2 separate regions of the Callithrix jacchus genome follow, and region 1 is linked to region 2. Evidence: chromatin contacts called from public Hi-C data. All regions are on one chromosome and are shown on one strand. The core of a region is the stretch at or near the end of the contact, and the rest is flanking DNA. Distances in the headings are between cores, read along the strand shown. Region 1 holds the start of RAB4A (RAB4A, member RAS oncogene family). Region 2 holds the start of NUP133 (nucleoporin 133).

Evidence for each region. A called contact is a pair of places that touch in the nucleus more often than the background predicts.
Region 1: a contact with region 2 is called in a Hi-C map of skeletal muscle, with 3 times the contacts expected there. The contact joins the promoter of RAB4A here to the promoter of NUP133 in region 2. A contact is called at or near these places in 2 of 3 Hi-C or Micro-C datasets (both in skeletal muscle).

The regions. Positions count from the first base shown.
Region 1 is chr19:21,262,335-21,268,229 of calJac240_pri, reverse strand. It overlaps RAB4A (RAB4A, member RAS oncogene family), which reads left to right and starts at 2,771. Exons shown (of 6, transcript XM_078356676.1): 1 at 2,771-2,968.
Region 2 is chr19:21,043,915-21,049,826 of calJac240_pri, reverse strand. NUP133 (nucleoporin 133) reads right to left here and starts at 3,181. Exons shown (of 26, transcript XM_002760571.7): 1 at 2,922-3,181; 2 at 527-645. The coding sequence starts at 3,103.

The DNA of each region.
Region 1 (5,895 bases), core at 1,522-4,021, 220 kb before region 2:
TAATCTAGCCTATTCTGACTGAATATTCCCTAGCAACAGAGGGATCTGATCATGGACATTGATTTGTTTGACAGTGGAAGGTAAACTGGCCCAGTGACCTCTGAGGTCTCTGCTTTCTTGAAGATGTGAGTTCTATGTCATAGTCTCCAGCAGCCTGGGTGTGGAATCGAGCTTCCATTTTCAAGTCTCCACTTGTATGTCCAGAATTTGGCTCCTTCTCAAAGTAACACCCAGGGATTGCTGAGTTCCCAAGTGCTCAGACACAAGTCCACTCATGTTCTTCAATTCTAGTTACCAAAGAAAGTCACCATTCCACTGAGGCTGTGACCATGCCCTCCACCAAGCCTAGCTCCAAGAATCCCATACATCAAGCCCCAGGGTGCCTCACATTGGGCATTAGATGTAAGGTTCTGCCAGATCCTTCAGCATTGTCAGGGAGCCGGAAGGAAAGTATCAGATACTTGAAGGACCTACGGACCTGGAAAAAAGTGGGATCTCCTTTCAGCTAGAAAAAATCCTTCTCCATAATTATATTTCCCTCAGACAAATCTCCAACATGCCTAGGCTTTTGTATATCTGTTTTCAGTCTGTCACAAACCTCCCCCAAAGAGAAAGGAGATGATATCTGAAGAAAACCATAAATTAATCTTGCAATAATTTTTTCTTTCATACAATCAGTAGTGCCTCAGAATCAAAGTGGTCTCTAAGGATATTTTGAAGAAATTCATTTTCTTTCAAAGATCCAAAGTTACTGAGATGCAGAGAATCTTCCACAGTATCATTCAAGGATACTGAATGGCTCCTTAAAATCTCACCGCTGCATATTTCTTCTTCCAGTTGTGATACTGCTGTTACACGTGCAAACTAAATGATCTCTTTGGGTGGTTTTTCCAAAATAAATAGTCTTTCCCAAAAGCTTACCTAAGTCTTCATTTTCCACAAAGTAGAAAACTACCCATGGCTTTGAAAGAGCAGCATAATTTGTATTTCTACCACCTTGTCCAGGTTTCGGGGTTCTCCAGTCCAGTTTCAGTCAATAACGCTAACTATCACTGCAGCTCAGTGACTTCTTCCTTGTCCATAGCAGTTTTTGACAGAAAAAAAAAACCAAATCTAACAAATGGGAATGACTTCAGGTAATGCTGTTTTCTTCCCACTGTCTTTCCTCTGAAATGGTTTTAATCAGAACCAATTTGTTGTACTCAGGAGCCTTAATCAAACCTGACATGCAGAGAACCAAGCGAGAAAGCAACAAAAGATCTGAGCCATTGAACAAGGAATATATACAAAACAATTTTAGGAAATTACAGCTCTCACAACTTTTCAGCATGAGGCCTTCTCTGTAATTTAGAAAAAAAAATGCATTTATTTGTTATTAGGATCAGAGAGAAGAGAAAAATACCCACCCAAATAGCCACTGGGGAAGAGGGAAGCTCTGATGACAATTTATGTGGAGGATGGAGCCAAACTGACTCAGGAAAAAAAAAAAAAAAAAAAAAAAAAGTATGTACTGGCATTTTCCACACAACCCAGGTCACTTGGGAACTAAGCCAAGGATATTTTGAGCATTCAACTACCTATTGTGAACAAGGCTGGGAACTATGAGGCGCTACGTGGCCCTGATCATGCTCAGATGGGCCAAATTATCAACCAAAATTCTCTTTCCCATAAATGTTTATCTCTACATTTCCCACAGAAGGGGATTCAAACTCACTTTTGCTTCTGAAACCAAACTATCCAAAGCCAGGTGAGATGACTCACGCCTGTAATCCCAGCAATTTGGGAGACCAAGGAGAGAGGATGCTTGAACTCACCAGCTCAAGACCAACCTGGGCAACATAGTGAGATCCAATCTCTACCAAAAAAATTAAAAATTAGCACGGTGTAGTGGTGTGTTCCCCTAACCCTAGCTACTCAGGAGGCTGAGGCAGAATTGGCTGGGCTGGGCTGACAGAGCCAGACCCTATTAAAAAATAAAAATAAAAATTCCTAAATTTGGAAACATCCCCAACTGAGAGCCAAGAGATACGTCTCAGCCGTAACCCAGAATCCTGTAATACGGGATGTGGAGAGGTTACTGTCTGTAGGCTTGTGGTGACCCTTCAGCACCTGGGCACCTTGCACTTCTGTGGATCCGCCCACATCCGCTCAGCTCCACCCAAGAGGGTCGGGCAGTTGGGAGTGAAAGCTTAGTAGCTTCCCAACAGGTGAATGAACCTGCCTCCCACTCCCAGGGCGGCCTCTGGCCGTACACCTGGGGCCTGCTGCCTCCTTGTTACACATTAACCAAGTCTGGCCTCGATAGTAACACCGTCAGGGAAGTTTCTTCCTGGCTGACAGCCACAGATGATGAAGGTGGACAACGTCTTAACGGAAACGGGCCAATTTGGCAAATGGACTGCTTTCCTCTCCAGTGCTGGCACCTTCCTCCTTTGTCCGGCAGCTGGACCCCACTGTCCTCAGCCCTCTGTCACCCCAAGCCTGCCCACCGCCCGCCTCTCCCCGACCTTCCCTGCGGGAAATCCGGGCTCAACCCCCAGATCCCGCAGCCGCAGCTCGGCCCGCCCGGGCGCACACCGCCAGGCGGCCCAGGCCATGCACGTGCTTGCGCCGCGCGCCGAGGTCCCCGTGCGCCCCGCCCAGGCTTCCCCGTGCGCACGCGCAAACGCAGGCCCGGGCTGGCGGCGGGGAGGGGGCGGGCCTCGCGTAGCCCTCCTCCTCCCGGTCGCGGCCGGACCGAGGGCGGAGGGCCCTGCGCCTGCGCGGAGCCGGAGTCCGGCTGGACTGCAGCCGCTGGGAGGCCGGCGGTTGCCGTGGGGACCGGTTGGGCCCCTCCCTCCTCCGGTCCCCCTCCCCAGGGCCTTCCCCACCGCGACACGCCGGCGGACCGCGGGCGAGAGCAGCCGGTGACCCGGCGAGAGGCGGCGCCGCTCCAAGATGTCGCAGACGGCCATGTCCGAAACCTACGGTACGAGGCCCGGGCTGGCCGGGCGCGCGGGTCGGGCCTCGGGGGGCGTCGGCGACGCTGGGCAGGGCCTGGGCTGTGGGGGTCTTGAGGGTCTTTGTGGCACCGGCCAGAGCCGGGGGACGGATCTCCAAGTGTCGGCGCTTGGGACGGGGATGGGTGCGCGGGCCGCGGGGGGCTCGGGGTGGGGTAGCGGGTGTGCGGGCGCGGGCAGGGCTGTTCACAGCGCACTGGCGTGATTCGCCTTTTCAAGTTTCCTCCTGCTCTTTCTCCGCGCTTGCACTCTTAGCGTTTTCCCCTCCGTCTAATGTAAATAACTGAAGGTTTGGAAAGCCAGCTTAATGTTCTGTTTCAGCTGCGATATTATCCCCAGCGAGCGGTGTGAAGGGCTTGGGGCGACGCCTGTGCTCCTCAAACACTCCAGTTTGACCTTTCCTGGTTTGGAATTCCTTGCTTTACGTTGGGATTACAGTGAGGAGTTATTGATAGACGAATTCAGCTCTTCCTCCGGAGACCTCTTGCTTCGTTTATTTCTCCCTCTCTCTCAGTGGTTTTTAGCCTTTTCTGGGTTGCATTTTGGCTATTTATGAACATGTCTTGTCTCTTGTCTCCTTAAGACCGTAAGCGCCTTGGAAGCAAAGTCCTGGCTGTTTAATCTTTGTTCCCCTGCAGCACTCAGACCTGGAGGTGCTCGACAAATATTGTTTTGAATAAGCGAAAGCTTTCCCAATGCATATACTGTGTCCTTCCTCTCTCCCTCTCCCTCTCCCTCTCTCTCTCTCTCTCTCTCTCTCTCTCTCTCTCTCTCTCTCTCTCGTCTCTCGCCTTGCGTGGCAAGAATAAACAACTTGTACTTTGTATCAGGGTTGAATATTTATAGAGGTTTACCGGTCCCTAATCACTCTTTCAGATGTTAGTTTTCTCAGATTAAGACTTTGATTTGGAGTTTTAAAATCCCAGAGAGAGGCTCAAGATCAAAATTACATACCTCAAGCCAAATTAGTCCTGTCTCCATCTGTCCGGGCGTGCTGCTTTCCTTCCCTGCAACAAATGCTGTGGAATGGCATTAGGGAAGCAGGCACCACGCTGGGAGGGCTGTAAGTACTGCAGAGACACGGCTCTGCTCTCATGGAGCGTACAGTCTGTTGAGGGAATGCAGTATTAATCCAGTTGTGATACTAATGAGTGAATAACTTAAAACCAGGCAAGAGTTCTGAAGAAATGTGGTCTGCGAAAGTGTGTTAGAAACAAAGTTGACCCAGACAGGGGTGTCAGGGAGGCATTAACCAGGCAGCACACAGAACATCTCAGGCCTGTGGGAAGGGCAATTCCAGAAGGGTGTTTCAAGCATTACGCTGGGGAGATGGATGAGGAGGCAGAGAGAAGAGGGCCCTGAGGAAGGCGTCAGTCTGTCTCCTAAGAAAAAAAATGAGAACTTTTGGAAGGGTTTCCGTGCTGGAGTCACAGTGCATTTGGTCCAACATAAGTGAGTGACTCCTGTGACTGGTACTGCCCTGCTCTTGGTGACACAGGGGCATGACATCTGTTCCTAGAAGGCTTAGGATATCTTCCAGTAAGTCGATGCCTTCATCATGACAAGTGTTTGCAAATGCTTCTGCAAATGACAGTGGTCTGGTTCTTCCTGTAGAGAACCACAGTCAGAAATGTAAGGAAAACGTACTCTTTAGCAATTTTTGGTTACAGCTTTGCACTTCTTTCAAGTGCTCTTTAGCTCACACTTAGTTTCTTTAACCTGAGTAAGGAGCAGGGAGCACTAGGGAAGGGTGGAATGTCCAACTAAGAAAAGCAAATGGGGGTCATGAATCAGTAAGAAAGGACTGGAAGAGTTCAGGAGATAGAGCTTTTAGTGCTTCATTTTTCATAGACACAGCCGATAAAATAGAGCATATCTTTGGCATCTCCACTTCAGACACAGTTAACTGAACTTCTCAGCATCACAGATTGACTGATTAAATTCTAATCATAAGGCTTTGACCATTAGTATTCTTATTTCATGGTAACTTTCAAATATATTTTTACTTTCCAACTCTGAATTGAATTTTTTCTTCTGATAGAGGAAATTAAAAACTAGTAGGAACTAATCAATAGAAAATGAGGCCAGACAGGATGGCTCATGCCTGTAATCCCAACACTTTGGGAGGCCGAGGTGGCCAGATTAGTTGAGTTCAGGAGTTTGATACCAGCCTGGCCAACATGTCGAAACCCCATCTCTATTAAAAATACAAAAAATTAGCAGGATGTTGTGGCACACTTGTAATCCCAGCTACTCAAGAGGCTGAGGCATGAGAATTGCTTAAACCCAGGAGGCGGAGGTTGCAGTGAGCCAAGATTGTGCCGCTGTACTCCCACCTGGGCAACAGAGTGACTCTGTCTCCAAAAAAGAAAGAAAGAAAATGAGTTTTAGAGAGAGCAAGCAGGACAGCTGAAGTTTGCCAAGCTAAAGTAAAAGTCACCTAGAACCAAGTCCTGAGCTGTCACTTTCACTTATCATTGGCCATATTTATACAGCATTGTTTCTTAAAAGTCAAACAGTCAGGCTCCCTTCTGGACTTTTGCCTCTGAGCTGGTGAAAGAATGTTTGCCTAACCTTTAAATTCCTTTGTAGTCTGTGCTCATTTTCTCCTCTGTAAAAGGAGGCTCTGTGCAGCTTGACAGAGAGATGAGGAAAAATCAAGAGCCAGTGCATGAAATGAACTGGTTTGGTTTGGTTTTGAAACAGGATCTCACTCTGTCACCCAGGCTGGAGTGCAGTGGCACAATCATAGCTCACTGCAGCCTCCACCTCCCCAGCTCAAGTTATCCTCCCACCTCAGCCTCCTGAGGAGCTGGGACCACAGGTGCACGCCTCAACACCTGACTCATTTAAAAAAATTTTTTTTGTATGTTGCTGTGTTGCTCAGCCTCGTCTT
Region 2 (5,912 bases), core at 1,932-4,431:
CCTAAAAATTAAAGAATTTGTGTTCAAATGAACTCATTCTCCTTCTCAAATTTATTATATACCTCAATGACAGTAAAAAACTAGACAGTTGGCTGGGCATGGTGGCTCATGCCGGTAATCCCAGCATTTTGGGAGGCCAAGGGGGACAGATCACCTGAGGTCAGGAGTTCAAGACCAGCCTGGCCAACATGGTGAAACCATCCCTACTAAAAATACAAAAAATTAGCCGGGCATGGTAGCTCATTCCTGTAGTCCCAGCTACTTGGGAGGCTGAAGCAGGAAACTCCCTTGAACCCAGGGGGCAGAGGTTGCAGTGAGCTGAGATCGTGCCACTGCACTCTGGCCTGAATGACATAGTGAGACTGTCTCAAAAACAAAACAAAACAAAACAAAAAAAACTAGACAGGCTACCCATCTCTCTCCATTTAGGTAAAGGTGTACTAGAGAAAACACAAATTTAACTCCATGCCACATCTAGGCTCCATTTTTAATTGCTAATACAGGTAAATGGAAAGATGACACGTACCTTCGGCCAATGTTAGGGCTTCCATGACTTTAACGGGAAGAGAAGATCCAAAGGTTTTCACATCATAGTTCACAAACTCAGTTACGGAGTGGTGTGGAAACATTCGTGTTGGTGTTCCTCTAAAGAAAGTTTATAGTACCTTACTTATAACTTAAAATTTTCCATTATTCTAATTTTTTATGTATATATTTTCACAATAAGGAGTTCTTCAAAAGAAATTAACACTGGCTTGTATTTATCATGTAATTAAACCTAATATTTTTCATGTGAAAAAAAAAACCACAAGATAGGATTCAGGAAAACCTGGCTTCAATCCCATATGCTCTAGTAATGAAATGCAGGCCTCTATTCACTTAAACTCCTTATAATTCTGCCTCCTCAGCTGTGAAATAATAAAGGCTGAACTAGACCAGTGTTTTTTTCAAACAGCAGGTCATTTTGCAGATCTCAAATCGACATTTTGGAAAGCCAGAATATAGAACATCAGCTTTTACCATATATTATGGTTAAAAAACAAACAAACAAACAAACAAACAACAACAACAACAACAAAATATATATATATATATATAAAACTTTTATCACATGATGCAACAGTACTGGTCAAATATATTTTACAAATATTGGCTCAGATGAGATTCAAGCTCTCATTTTGCTTTAGGGTTATTCATTTATTTATTTTTAAGAATCTATCATATCTGGCCAGGGCAGTGGCTCTTGCCTATAATTCCAGCACTCTGGGAGGCTGTAGCAGGAAGACTGCTTGAGACCAGGAGTTCAAGACCAGGCTGGGCAACATGGCAAGACCTTGTCTCTACAAAAATTATTTTTTTGAGATGGAGTTTTGCTCTTGTTGCCCAGGCTGGAGTGCAATGGAGCAATCTTGGCTTACTGCAACCTCTGCCTCCTGGGTTCAAGCAATTCTCCTCCCTCAGCCTCCCAAGTAGCGGGGATTACAGGCATGCAAGACCACGCCCAGCAAGTTTTGTATTTTTAGTAGAGATGGGGTTTCTTCATGTTGGTCAGGCTGAACTGCTGACAACTGATCTGCCCACCTCGGCCTCCCAAAGTGCTGGGATTAAAGGTGTGAGCCACCATGCCTGGCCACAAAAATTTTTTTAAATTAGCCAGGTATTGTGGCACCAGCCTGTAGCCTGGGTAACAGAGAGCAAGACTCTGTCTCTTAAAACAAAAAAACACCTCTCAGACCTGAACAACCAAGCAAGAAATCAAACAGGTTACGAGCATCAGCTGTTACATGGCCTTCAACAGCGGATATCACAATAAAAACGTTACTTCCTCCTCACTCTCTTCTTAACATTTAGAATAATATTGTCAATCACCAGAATAAAAGTTATTATACCTTTCATCATGAGAATTAAATGAGGAGCTGTACATAGAGAATGGCTGAGGGCTTTGTTTCCTCACAGATAACAAAGGTTTTTCTTCAAATGATCACCAGAAAGAAGAGATTTTAAAACAACACCACACACAGTAAACACTTTTATTCTCCAACTTTTCTCAAAAGGAGAAGAAAACACTGCCAAGATCAGCACTTTGAAAAGTACTTTTCGAAATATGCCAAAACAAGTCAAAGATACAGTGTATTCTTTCAAAACCACTTCTTTAAAGTACTGCAAAATTTTACAGATAAATTTTAACCATAATTTCAAGACACAATACTTTGTGCTTCCCTGCAGGGGAAAATTCATTTTTTATAGATGAATTCAAAGAAAACTATGCAGAAACACATTATCTTCTAAAGTTTTAGGTTACTTATGAACATGGTGTGTGTGTGTGATGATTTTACCGGTGTGCTCCAACCAGCAGTTTTAGTAACAAAACTATCACAGTACTCTTATGTCACTTACGTAAAGCCTTTTCCCTATACTTTACCTAGAAAGTTAAATTCTGTAGCTAGGAAACCTTTAGTTATCAATCATCAGATACTAATGTCAGTTAGTATATTAAGCATTAAACAATGATCTTTCAGGACTGGAGATCCTCATTATCACCATCACCTTACATCTGCATCGTGGCAAGTCATACTAACTCCTCTGGTGAGACATATTATCGCCATTCCACAGATGAAGAAAATCACGAGTGATTTACACCAGATCACAGAGGTCATAGGTGGGAAGTGGGTAACCACTGATTCGAATCCAGTTTGTACTTCACTTCTGCACAAAGGTATCCATGAAAAATGCAAAGTGGGGACTCAATGATAAAGTGAAGTGGATATGACCTCCAAGAGTGGAAAAGGTCTATTTTCCAATAATCTGGCATTCTCTTCCGCCGGCCCCAGTTCCGAAGGCTTCTGAAGACACCAACCCGTCCGGCTTACTGAGGCCCGTGAGCCTGTTGGTCGCTAGACCCAACCACGGTGATCACTTACCGCGAGCTCAGAGAGCTACGCCGGCCGACCGGCGAGAAGAGCACTGGGGAACTGACTGCAGACCCCAAGGGCAGACCCTTCCTGCTTGCCGTCCGGGGCGTGGAGCTGGGCCCGAGTCCGACCAGTGGGCCCCTTCGGGACCCGGGACCCGGGGTCCGCGGAGAGGGGGCGGCTGGAAACATGCTCAGAGCAAGCAGTAACGAGAACAGCGCGGGATGCGGCAGCCGGGTCGCAGTTCGGCCTGCGCGCGGAGCTTGAACGGTTAAGGGGCGGGATGGCGCGCGATGATGACGTCGAATGCAGCGTCTCCTGCGGGGTGTAGTCGGAGCACCAGCGGGAGCGCGGTCTTGACCTTAAATACGGCGTTGAGCCCGCGGGGGAGGTCGGGAAGGTGGCCCCAGATCAGAACCGTGGGAGTGCCGAGGTTCCAGGGACGTGAAGCCGGAAAGCCAGGCGTCCTTCTTGACTGCGCTTAGGTGGAACTGGCCCTCCAGCAGCTTGAACGCAGCGTCTTTGCACACTGGTAGTTCCTGAGCCTCTTGTGAAGTGAAAGATGTACCGCAGTCCAAGCTGAGGAGGGAGAAAAACCGTAAAGCTGACACGTATCGCACTGTTACATTCGTTCTTTGGTTTGCCATTTTCCCATTCAACTCTGCGCAGTCTCATCCACGCTAATGACGCCACAAATCCTTGTCTCTAACCTGGATTCAGCTCAAAGCCCCCAGACCCCTATCAGTCAGCTCCCTAGGGGAACTTTCACCTGGATGTCCTGCGGACTCCTCACAATCCACTCATGAAAAGCGCATTCATTTTTTTCCTTTTGGACCCTTCTCCTCTCACCACCTCTGTTCCAGCTTGGTAAAACTGGCCAGTTGTCCAAGCCCTATCTGCAGTCATCCCTCACACTTACCTCCACTCTAAGATCCTGGTAACGTTGTAGCTCCTGCGTATCTGTACTAGAGCACACGTTTGCGCTCCCTCTGCCCTGGTTCTGGTACTTAGCTTTTCCTCAACCACTGCATAGCCTCTTTTCTGCCAGTGGGAGGAAGTGGGGAGATGGGGAGAGGGTTCCTTACCTCTTTCTGGTCTTACTCCACCCTATCTTCTCACTGCCAACACAATGCATTAAGGCAAACCTAATGCTGCACTTGGGCCTGTAAATGCTTCAGTGGCTGACCGTTGCCAGTAGGTTATTTGCTAAGCTCCTTTACAAGGTCCTATGTGATATAACTCAGGTTGTTTTGTCCGTATTGTACTTCCACCACTTCCCACTTGCACTCCACTTTCCAAGATCTTAACCCAAATCCCGCTCCAATGCCTGTGTACGTGTTCCTTTCACCTGCAGTGCACTCCCTGCCTTGTTGGTCTAGATCTTTCTGGACCTTATGCATCAAGAGCCTACCGTATGCATCAAGTCAGTTCCGTGCTGCCTTCTCAGTGAAACTTCCACAGGATTAGGTACCTTTGTTCTCTCTGCTCCTATGTGTAGACTATTTTTATCTTGCATAATAGTTTGTTTTCATAACTGTGTCTCAAGCACCTCCTTTTAAATGTCTTGACAGCAGGGGCAGTGACTTTGTTACCTTTGTGGCACACAGTAAGACACATAGTGAACTTTCATTCAACATGTGTTGAAATAAGGGAATGGTTAAGTAAACAGTGATGTATCCACATGTGGGAGACCACAGTGTGGGTGTCAGCTGTTGGCATTACTCTGGGAAGCCACTCTTCTGTCTATGCACGTCAGTGGCATCTGAGCAGTCATCTTGCCAAGGTTATATAGGCAAGCTGCTTTACCACTTCTTCCACATGGGTGTCTAACCCAACTTGGCAGCTTGTTGAGTCTTACAGCTCTGAGAGCCCAGGACATTTCCTCCTGTTTCATTCTTACAAGGAGGGGTGTGAAATAGGCAGTTATTAACTATGAACTCTCTAGTGTTAATAGTTGTATCTGAGAGGATGGGTGGGATCAGTTTTATTCTTGTGCTTTGTTGGACTGGTTAGTGGTTTCCCCACCATCCTGTTATAAAAGTTGCTGTTTGCAGGAACTAAAATGACTTGCCAGCATCTTTGAGCCAGAACTTCCCTGGAGTCCAAATGTATGACTATTAAAGGATAGTGAGGCAACAGCGCTAGAACTCATCCATTTGTTATGGATTTAGTGAGTGCCCACTATGTGCCAGGCTATGTGATAACTGCTAAGGCTTATAACTAAACAAAGCTCAATGGGTCCTACCCTCATGGAGATGGCAGACCAATGAGAAAGACAGACACCAAACAAATGAACACAAATAAGTATACAGCTACAAGCTGAGATGTGTACTATGAAGGAAAAGAGCAAGATGTATGAGAGAAAATCACTGGAGTTACCTAATTTTGGATGGAGGTCTATAAAGGCCTCTGGGAGAAATGGACATTTAACCTGAGACGTGAAGCATAAGAGAATAGGAGGAAGAATGTTTCAGGCAGAGGATCCTTGGGCAAAGGTCCTGAAGCAGCAAAGGCTTGATGTGTTCTAGGGACTTTATTTATTTTTATTTTACTTTATTATTTTTCTAGAGATTGGGTCTCACTCTTTTGCCCAGGCTGGAGTGCAGTGGCATGATCAAATCTCACCACAGCCTCAACCTTCTGGGCTTCAGTGATCCTCTGTCTCATCCTCTGAGTTGGGACCATGGGCATGTACCACCACGCCTGCCTATTTTTTTATTTTTATTTTTAGAAATGGGGTCTCACAGCCAAGCACTGGCTCACACCTGTAATCCCAGCACCTGGCAAGACTAAAGTGCAGGAGGATGGCTTGAGGCCAGTAGTTCAAGACCAGCCCCTAGACAACATAGTGAGACCCTGTCTCCCCAAGAAATTTAATTTTAAATTCTAAAAAAATACAATAAATAAATGGGCTCTTGCTGTATTTCCCAGGCTAGTCTCAAACTCCTCGCCTTGAGTGATCCTCAAGACTTAGCCTCTTGAGTAGCTGGGATTAGAGCC